2 separate regions of the Zea mays genome follow, and region 1 is linked to region 2. Evidence: chromatin contacts called from public Hi-C data. All regions are on one chromosome and are shown on one strand. The core of a region is the stretch at or near the end of the contact, and the rest is flanking DNA. Distances in the headings are between cores, read along the strand shown.

The links. Hi-C and Micro-C count contacts between places; a contact is called where the count stands out from the background.
Region 1: a contact with region 2 is called in a Hi-C map of leaf, with 8 times the contacts expected there. The contact joins the enhancer-like site here to the promoter of LOC103641145 in region 2. A contact is called at or near these places in 6 of 25 Hi-C or Micro-C datasets (ear, leaf and tassel).

The regions. Positions count from the first base shown.
Region 1 is chr10:64,732,112-64,736,499 of Zm-B73-REFERENCE-NAM-5.0, reverse strand. No RefSeq gene overlaps it. Among protein-coding and RNA genes, the nearest start is that of LOC103641146, 19 kb to the left of the region's middle. Within about 2 kb of position 2,004, at least 18 of the 20 cell types and tissues checked have an H3K27ac peak or open chromatin away from gene starts, as enhancers often do. A contact at or near this core is called in ear, leaf and tassel, where this site is marked.
Region 2 is chr10:64,687,086-64,691,328 of Zm-B73-REFERENCE-NAM-5.0, reverse strand. LOC103641145 reads right to left here and starts at 1,935. Exons shown (of 9, transcript NM_001301488.1): 1 at 1,810-1,935; 2 at 1,247-1,472; 3 at 596-841; 4 at 474-524; 5 at 80-340. The coding sequence starts at 1,935.

The sequences.
Region 1 (4,388 bases), core at 755-3,254, 45 kb before region 2:
TGCAAAAACCATCACATGTGGTGCAAAATTGGTCCAAAATTACAATCATGTCAATATCACTCATATGCACTTAGAACTGCTTTCATTTTTGTAGCTTATGAACACTTGACTAATTGCAGACTAGTTACAATTTTATACTTCATATTTGCTTTGGTTTGTGTTGGCATCAATCACCAAAAAGGGGGAGATTGAAAGGGAAATAGCCTTAAACCATTCCTTATATTTTGGTGTTTGATGACCATCACAACCATTCGAACTAACTAGTTTTCCTAGTTTTTGATTCACAGGTTCATAAGATCAGCAATTTAGTCTCTAAGTAGCAATCAACTCAGATCCAACTAAATAGGGGTAAAACATGGAATAGATGAACTACCAATAGTTCTACTCTTTGGATAAGTTCTAAATACCCCGAGGAACCTATTCAACACTTCTAGATATGTTGGAAAGCTCGAAATCAACATATCACTATTTTGGAGCTAGTTTGAGCAAAAAAAAGAAATGAGTGAAAGAATCAAAATGTTCATGATCTATGACTTAGACTAGATGGAAAGTAACTTGAGATGTTTGTCTAAGTCATAGGATCTCTCTCAAGTTTAGCCAAAGCAACTTGGAGAAGATTGTTCAAAGATCAACAGGAAGTCAGAAACTCAAGTTCTAAAATCGTCAAGTGCGGACCGTCCGGCCCCTTCTGGCAGACCGTCCACGACACCGCCTTGACTTTGGCCAGGAACTTGTAAAGCCCAAAATTAGTAGAATATATATATATATAAAATAAAATAAAGAAATAAATATATTTATGATAGCATTTCTAGAATTTTGAAACCTTTGGGAATTTATTAGGACCTTTCCTTTTCATAATCAATTGGGGGTACTAAATTAGTTAAGTAAACAATAAATGGATAAAGAAAGGTTGATCTCTTGCTGATGATTTTGTGGTAATGCATTTTGTTGAAAACATAAATTTGACCTCCAATTTTAAATGAAAACATAAAATAGAAAATGAGAAAGGGAATTTTAATGAAACCATTTATTCCTTCCATAAATAAATGATAAGGAAAAAAAATAAATAACAATATTGTAAACAATAGAGTTTATATTAGGATTAATTTTGACACTTGGAAAGTTAAAGTTCAAAACACGAGTTGAATATTTGAATTTGGAAAATAAATTAAATAGAAAAGGAAAAAAAGAGAATAAACCTCGCGCTCGGCCGTTCTCCCCTCCCCTCGGCCCACCAACACCCCAAAAGCTAGCCCACGCGGCCCATCTGCCCCGTGAGCTTGTGCCACTGACGTCTTGGGCCCGCTGGCCAGCTCATCCGGGGTCTCCACATCACGCGCGCCTATGTGTTTCATCTCGCTGTCAGGTGGGGCCCACTTGTCATTCCTCCTACACCGTGGTTGCCGTAGATCTTCTCGTTTGGTTGTGGAAGCGCTGTATCGGCCTCACTGGAGGGGATCGGGTTCGGTTGCAACCACCCGGTGTGCCAACTGGCCGCAAGGTGCGAGCTCCGCGAGCCATATAATGTCGTGCCCCCTCCCCGCCGTCTACTACCGTGTGGGGAGGAACCTGTGGTCGCAACTCGCAAGGAGAAGGTTGCGGCCGCCGCAGTCCACCATCCCCCACGTCGTTGGCGGGCACCTAAGGAGCATCCGAAGGGAGTCGCGAGGGCACTCTGCACCTGGGCGAGGTCGCTGTGAACTCTAGGGGAGTGGGACATGGGCCGAATTGGTCGCCATGGTGCGTTCAACTGGGCGGAGCGACGCTACACCGTAGGTCGTTTGCATCTTCGTCTTCTCGGGTGGTAAGCCCCTCTAACGTAAACGTCGTAGCCTCCACACCTTGTATCACCGCTCAATTCCAAGGATTGGACCATGAATTAGCAATGCCGGGGCTTGCCAATGGCGCTGTCGTGCCTCAACTGCGCGCCGCTGGGCCGGCTCCGCTGTGAGAGAGGGGGAAATAAGGGAGAGAGAGTAGGAGCCATTGATTTGATAACCGACGATGGAGATTAGAGCGGGAAATGCCCTTCCGGGTGTGCGGATCTGGGCGGTTGGTCGTCGATCGGATGGCTCTGGGTGGATCTCGGATGTTTAAAATCTGGACCGTAGGATCGAGATCTGGCGGACATGGTTGTATACCAGTTCGTTTAAAAATTTTAAGTGATCCACGATGTTGATTTCTAATCAGATGGCTTAGGTTAGAAGATACCCCTTCAGCCAAGATCTTTTGCTAAAGAGCCCCTATTCTTTTGTATATTCCACCCACAGTACCTTTCCTGTGTAAAACCCTAGCAAACCGGTCCGATTTTTCTCAAATTAATCCCTAAGCTTTTATAAAATAGTGCGCTCAGCCTAGGATCCCTGTTATACATAGAATTGAATTTGAAAATTGATTTCTAGTATTAAAATAGTTCCATAAACTTGTTTAATTCATATTTAAATCATCTTAGCTCCTTTTTTATCCATTCTGGTTGCATTAGATCCATAATAATATTGTTTATCCCTTGTTAACTTTATTTTGTTATGAAACCTAAATTTAAAATTATGCACTTAATTTCTTTTGTACACCACTCCTAAATCTTTAGAAAATCATAACTTTCTAACAGCAACTCTGATTTTAGTGGTTCTCGAACCCACGACCTTGTAGCATCGCAGTTCATGCTTATGTTTGGTATGATGTTAATTTTGCCTATACCATGTTTGTTTGTATTGCTACAAATAGCAGTGAGGTCCCAAGAACCTGAAGATCATCCTGGTACCTGGAATCTCGGTCCAAGGCAAGTTGTGCCCTTGATCACTCCTTTTTACCTAATAACGTTCGCTGTTAATCACGGTGACATGCTCAGGTTAACTTGATGGGATCTAATAGGTTTCCCAAGCATTATTTATCCCCCACCATGCAAACAGATGAATTATTGGGTCGATTTGCTATTGCTCTACCTGGTTTTGGGAAACTAATGTTTTATTATGATCATGTTCCAATTATGCTGTTGTTTAATTATTGTTCATGATAAGATCATATTGTTAATTGGAACATGGAGAACCACCCGGGAAAACAGTGCTACCACAAGGGTGGTATGGGACGCCCTTGGCTGACTAATTAGGAAAGCTAGTGGAGGACTACCTTACCTGAAAGGGGCAAGGGCGGCAGGGGAGTGGTCGATATAGGGAGGTTCCTGGGTTGATTTTGCTGCGATGGCTTTTCAGACGGGGGATCCCTATACTGCGCTCCCTAGAAACTGTAGCGGGTTTTCTGAAGCTAGTGGAACTTTGTAAAGGTCTCGTAGTGGTACCCTGCCTCGCTTCCTTGGTAGAGGTGTGTGGGGTCCGATCAACCCCGTGGCAACTGGGTAACACGACTTGTGGGTAAAGATGTGCAACCTCTGTAGAGCGTAAAACTGGTATATAAGCCGTGCTCACGGTCATGAGCTGCTCGGACACTCACATGATTAACTTATGGAATTAAACTCAATTTGTCATTTGCATTCCATTGTGGGTGTTGATTAATATTGATCTCTTATTTAATTGGGTTGGTATCCACTTATACTTAGTAATGCTAATAAAATTTTGACCAACTTTAAAAGCAATGCTCGGCTTTAACCATCTCCTTTGGTAAGCCTTACACTTCAAATGAGCTCCCACCTTTGGTGAGTTCATGCACATTATTCCTCACAACTTGTTGAGCGATGAACGTATGTGAGCTCACCCTTGTTTTACTCACATCCCTCCTAGACCAAGAACAGGTACCGCAGGATGAGGCGCAAGAAGGATGCTGTGATTAGTTCGTGAGTGGTCTAGGCCGTTGTCTCCCAGTCAACTTTGTGAGAATCATTGAGAGAAAGTGTGTGCTACCTCTTGTGATCATTTGAGCGTGGAGTTTTGACTCACATTCATTGTAAAGCTAGCAAGAGTTCCTTATCTTTGTGGTTGGCCTTGTGGAGACTTCGGTCTTTTGTTGACAAAGAAGAAGGAACACTCGCCGGTCTTGGTGACCGTTGGAGAGAGGGAAAGGGTTGAAAAAGACCCATCCTTAGTGGACTCCTCAATGGGTATTAGGTTCTTGGTTAACCGAACCTCGGTAAACAAATCACTTGTGCCACTTGTGTTTATTGCTTGTGATTTGTTTGTCTTCTCCCTCTCTAAGTTCTCTTGCACTATTTTTTGTTAATTCTGCATTCTTTGAAAGTAATACTCTTTGCAAGCAAAGGACTTAGTTTTATACTCCGATAATTGTCCATCTTGTTCTAACCGCTAATCGAGGGATCAAGTCCGAGTTTAAAGTTGTAATTTTCAGGTTTTGCCTATTCACCCCCCTCTAGGCGACTTTAAATAACATTTACGTCCATATCTGAGTGGTCTGGCGTAGCTTCGTAGTCGACCAAGTCT
Region 2 (4,243 bases), core at 686-3,185:
ATAGATAAGGTAACTCTGTTTCATCTTACAATTGATGCAGAAGTTAAAGTTGAATTGCCAAGAGATGTCCAAGAGATACCTGTGATGCTAAGCATGACTCCTCCAAGAGATGTCCAAATCTCAGACTTGCCTCGTCTAAAATACCGGAAGATGTAGACTGGATTGTATGCTTTTAGAACAGAACTGTTGTATTTGCGTATGTTCACTAACCCAACGCTCCCGATTAGAATAAACCAAAGGAGCACCAAAGGTGCAAAGAGCCACCCAACTTTATCTGTCCCATAGTGTTGCATGCAGAATAAGCCAATTAATATAAACACCGCGACGATTACGACCACATCTGCCAGGAATTGAAGATATTAGACTAATCAGATTAGGCAAAGTAAGTTATGCTCCTCACCAGATCAAGGAAATAGTCCACCAGATTCAACAATGAACACAGATATAACCATACAGAAAAGAAAAAAATATACCTGTACTCATGTTCTGATTCTGGACCCTTATTCCACCTGCCGCAGAAAGAACTGCATATAACATACAAAATACAGCTTAGATCGCAGCTGCATTGGATTTATTCAACTACGATTCTGAATACCTGAGATTGCAGGAGTAAGAATCCCATCTCCGATGGCGGTACAGGTACCAATGAGAACAAGAATAAGAAGGCAGTTCTTTTTATATGCATGCCCCTCTAGCCATTTCTTCACTTTTGCTGCAAGTGAATTCTCCTCATAAGTTTGCCGACTATAAGTTGTTAATTCTTCATCTGTCTTATGTTGGTTGGGTATAGTGCTGACCTTTGCATGCCGGCACAGTAGAGAATAAAGAGCAAACGTGCCACCTGTGAATAACCAGAAAAAGAAATGTTGTCAGAAAACTTCTGGAAACAAACTATACCAGCTGAAGGAGAAGTATTTCTTGTCACAAAATAAAATCTAAAATGAACTAAGAGTTTCACCTTCTACAGATTTCATGGTTAGTAAAGTGATGCATAGCAATCACTCTGACATCTCATATTTAAACCGTGGTGATACTCGACACAAATCCTTTGTTTCACTAGAGCACTGTTTTGTCATGAGATTCTGCCAACCAAACCAGATGGTAAAATTGCAAAATCTCTGTGAACTAACGGCTCATACATTTGCAAATGTGTAAATGCGACAAGAGCACTCGTAATTATTGCAAATACCATAGAAATCATAAGAGGCAACAGACTAGGCTAAAATACAAGAATGCTCTATCTCACCTTGACCATTGTCGTTAGCTCGCAAGACGACAAAAACATACTTCATCAGAGGGATGAGGGTGAGTGTGTAAATGATCAAGGATAGAGCTCCAATTACATCCTCGTCTTCGTCAACACCATGTGGAAAGATATTGTAGAAAACATACAATGGTGATGTACCTAAGTCCCCAAACACTACCCCAAGACTTTGAAACGCGAGCCGCAGTAACAAAATTGACGAAAATTTCTGCATGAACAAATTTAAAGATCAAGTTAGTCTTTTTTTGCTAAGGACACAGTTAAAGGTCTAGCAGTACATGAGACATGGAGCACAGCTGTTGTGGCACTTTAAGATGAATAGACAAAACAAGTTGTAAGAATCTGAATATAGTTCCTGCAACAGGAAAAAAACAGCAGTAACAGCACATGTTACATACAGTTTCCGATACCCCTTTATATTGAAATGATCCCCTGAACCATCAATAGAATATTGTACATCGAACTATCGAAGGACCACCATGTTTCTTTCAGATATACAGAGACTAATAATCTAAATGCGATGATAGCAAGGATGAAAACGATACCTTTTCTTTGTACATGTTCTTCAGTTGACTGGCCTCCTCGTCCATGGGCTGATCAAGGTTCTGATCCAGTTCCCACATGCTGCCTCGGTTGGTCGTCTCGCTATCTGACATCGACGCCATAAGCATCTCCTTCAACCTTGAGGTCACAATGACACAATCCCACCTCAAAACCTCACGGCTGAGAGCTCCCCGATGGCCGAAAGCGACCCTTGCATGAACCGAAAATGGAAGCGCTTAAGTTGCCAAACAGAGCACCAGAAACTAAGCCACCAGAATCAGGGACAGGAACAACTCTTCAACCCTCTCACTGCGATTCCATCTCAAATCCGCACATCTGCGGCGGCGGAGGCCGTCAGTAACCTTGGTCTACCCAAACAGCAAATTTTCGAAGCAAAACCAACAGCACAAGCACAGGTAACCGAAATCTGAATGCCACCTCGAATCTTTACAAAGAACTTGCAACCAGAATGGAGCTGTTTCCCTTCGATTTCGGCAAGAACAGAACAGAAGTTTCGGGCCAAGAGTCAGGAATCAAGAACGAGAATACCCAAATCGGAGTCAGGAGCAGAGGATTCGCCACCGCCGAGCCGAAAATCTTGACTCACAGCCAACCTCTCAGAATCTTCACATAGAGAGACGAACCTGGACAGATTCCCAGGACCAAGAAAACCCCAACCTTTCACCTCCTCCAAACCCCGGCAAGATCAAACTTTGGTGCTACAGTAACCGACCGGGGGAGAAGCAGCGATGTGGGCTGCCGTACGATGGTCAAATCCACAGTAATCCAGCAGACAGAAGGTGTACGCTGGGGAAATATGATTTGTGTAGACTGTAGAGATAGAGAGATAGAAGAGAGGGGGGAGAGAGAGAGCAGCCTGCTCTCTGGCTCCGCACGTTCATAAAGGAAGGTGCAGGAAGAGCTGGATGGCCGCTTGGCTGGAGTACGGCGGGAGGTAGGTGAGGAGCCCACCACAAGAACAAATTGGAATTGGCACTTCAACTGAAAACTCCAACACGAGTAGAAATTCATCCGCACGCTGGTTTTGAGTCACCACGAGCAAATTTACAGCAGGTCTGGCGCTCACTGGTCCTGCTGATGCAGCGGGTGAGCTGGCAGGGCAGGCACTGGTCCTCATATTATCCTCCTAAATTAGAGCATCTCAATAATATCTTAAATTGGTGTCTTAAATTAAAATATGAGGCTCAATACATAAAAAACTACTATAACGGTGTCTTATTTTATAAAATTAGATCAAAAAATTATAAAATATACTCTCAAAAGTCTTAAATATACTATATCTGTTGTTCTATAATATATATTTGTTACGCTAAATTTTATAAAATATACTCATTTTAATACATTTTTATAGGTTGGAGATGCTATTAGTCGCCAGTCACCCCACCCGCCCTTTTTTTTGTTTCAGAATTGAGATCTTCGGGATGTACAGTTTTGAGATCGCAAAATAAATGAACGTCTCATTTTCTAGTTAGTTGATTTTTTAAAAAAGTTTTTCCAAGTAATATTTAAAAAATATACCGATATTAATAGTAGCTGAGGTGATACCAAAACTAGGGCGCAAATTTGCTCGCAAAGCTTTCAGCAGCCTGTGGCACAGGAACTGAAATACGTTTGTGCTGGTCGCACCGCCGCACGCCACAAGTGACAAGTCAGTCCTGGTTTGAAAGTGAAAAACCACTGTTTTTCAATATCACAGTCTAATAATTGTTATAGCATAACTATAGTATTTTTACAACAGTCAATCGAACACCTAATTGGTACTATGGTGTTTGTGCCGCCATCAAATTACATTCATAAGTTGTTGATTGATGATCATAAGCCAAATAAGTCGTAACAATTAACATGGACTGAAAAAATAAGTGCGTGAAAGTTCACATGAAAAAAGTGTGTGACAAAGGGATCGCTTCACGTCCAGGGCAAAAACTTGGTCTAGACCATAGTTTTCTATACTCTACCATGGTATTGCCAAAACCAAGCTACTGTTTGGTAATATAGTTTTGAAATATCATATTTTATAATCAGACATGACATAAATATTACAGTTTACTCTATCACAGTAAAACCACAGTTGCTTAAAACTGAGATCTATTTGGTTCCATTAAGAAAATCAAAGTATATGTAGAGAGAATAGAAGAAAACAGAGGTCTCCTGAGTGGAGTTTCCAAAACTCTGAAAATACCACAGTTTTAGATAGACCGTGTTATTTAAAACTATGTTTTGTCTGTACCAACCAAACACTTGTTGGATCTCAATAATACAATATCATAAAATACCATATTATTGCTTTAAAACTGTAAAAACACTAAGGGCTTGTTTGGTAATGCAGTTTTGAAATATTATAGTTTACAATTGCACATGACACAAATACTACAATATTACTTTACCGTAGTAAAACCACAGTATCGCTTAAAATCA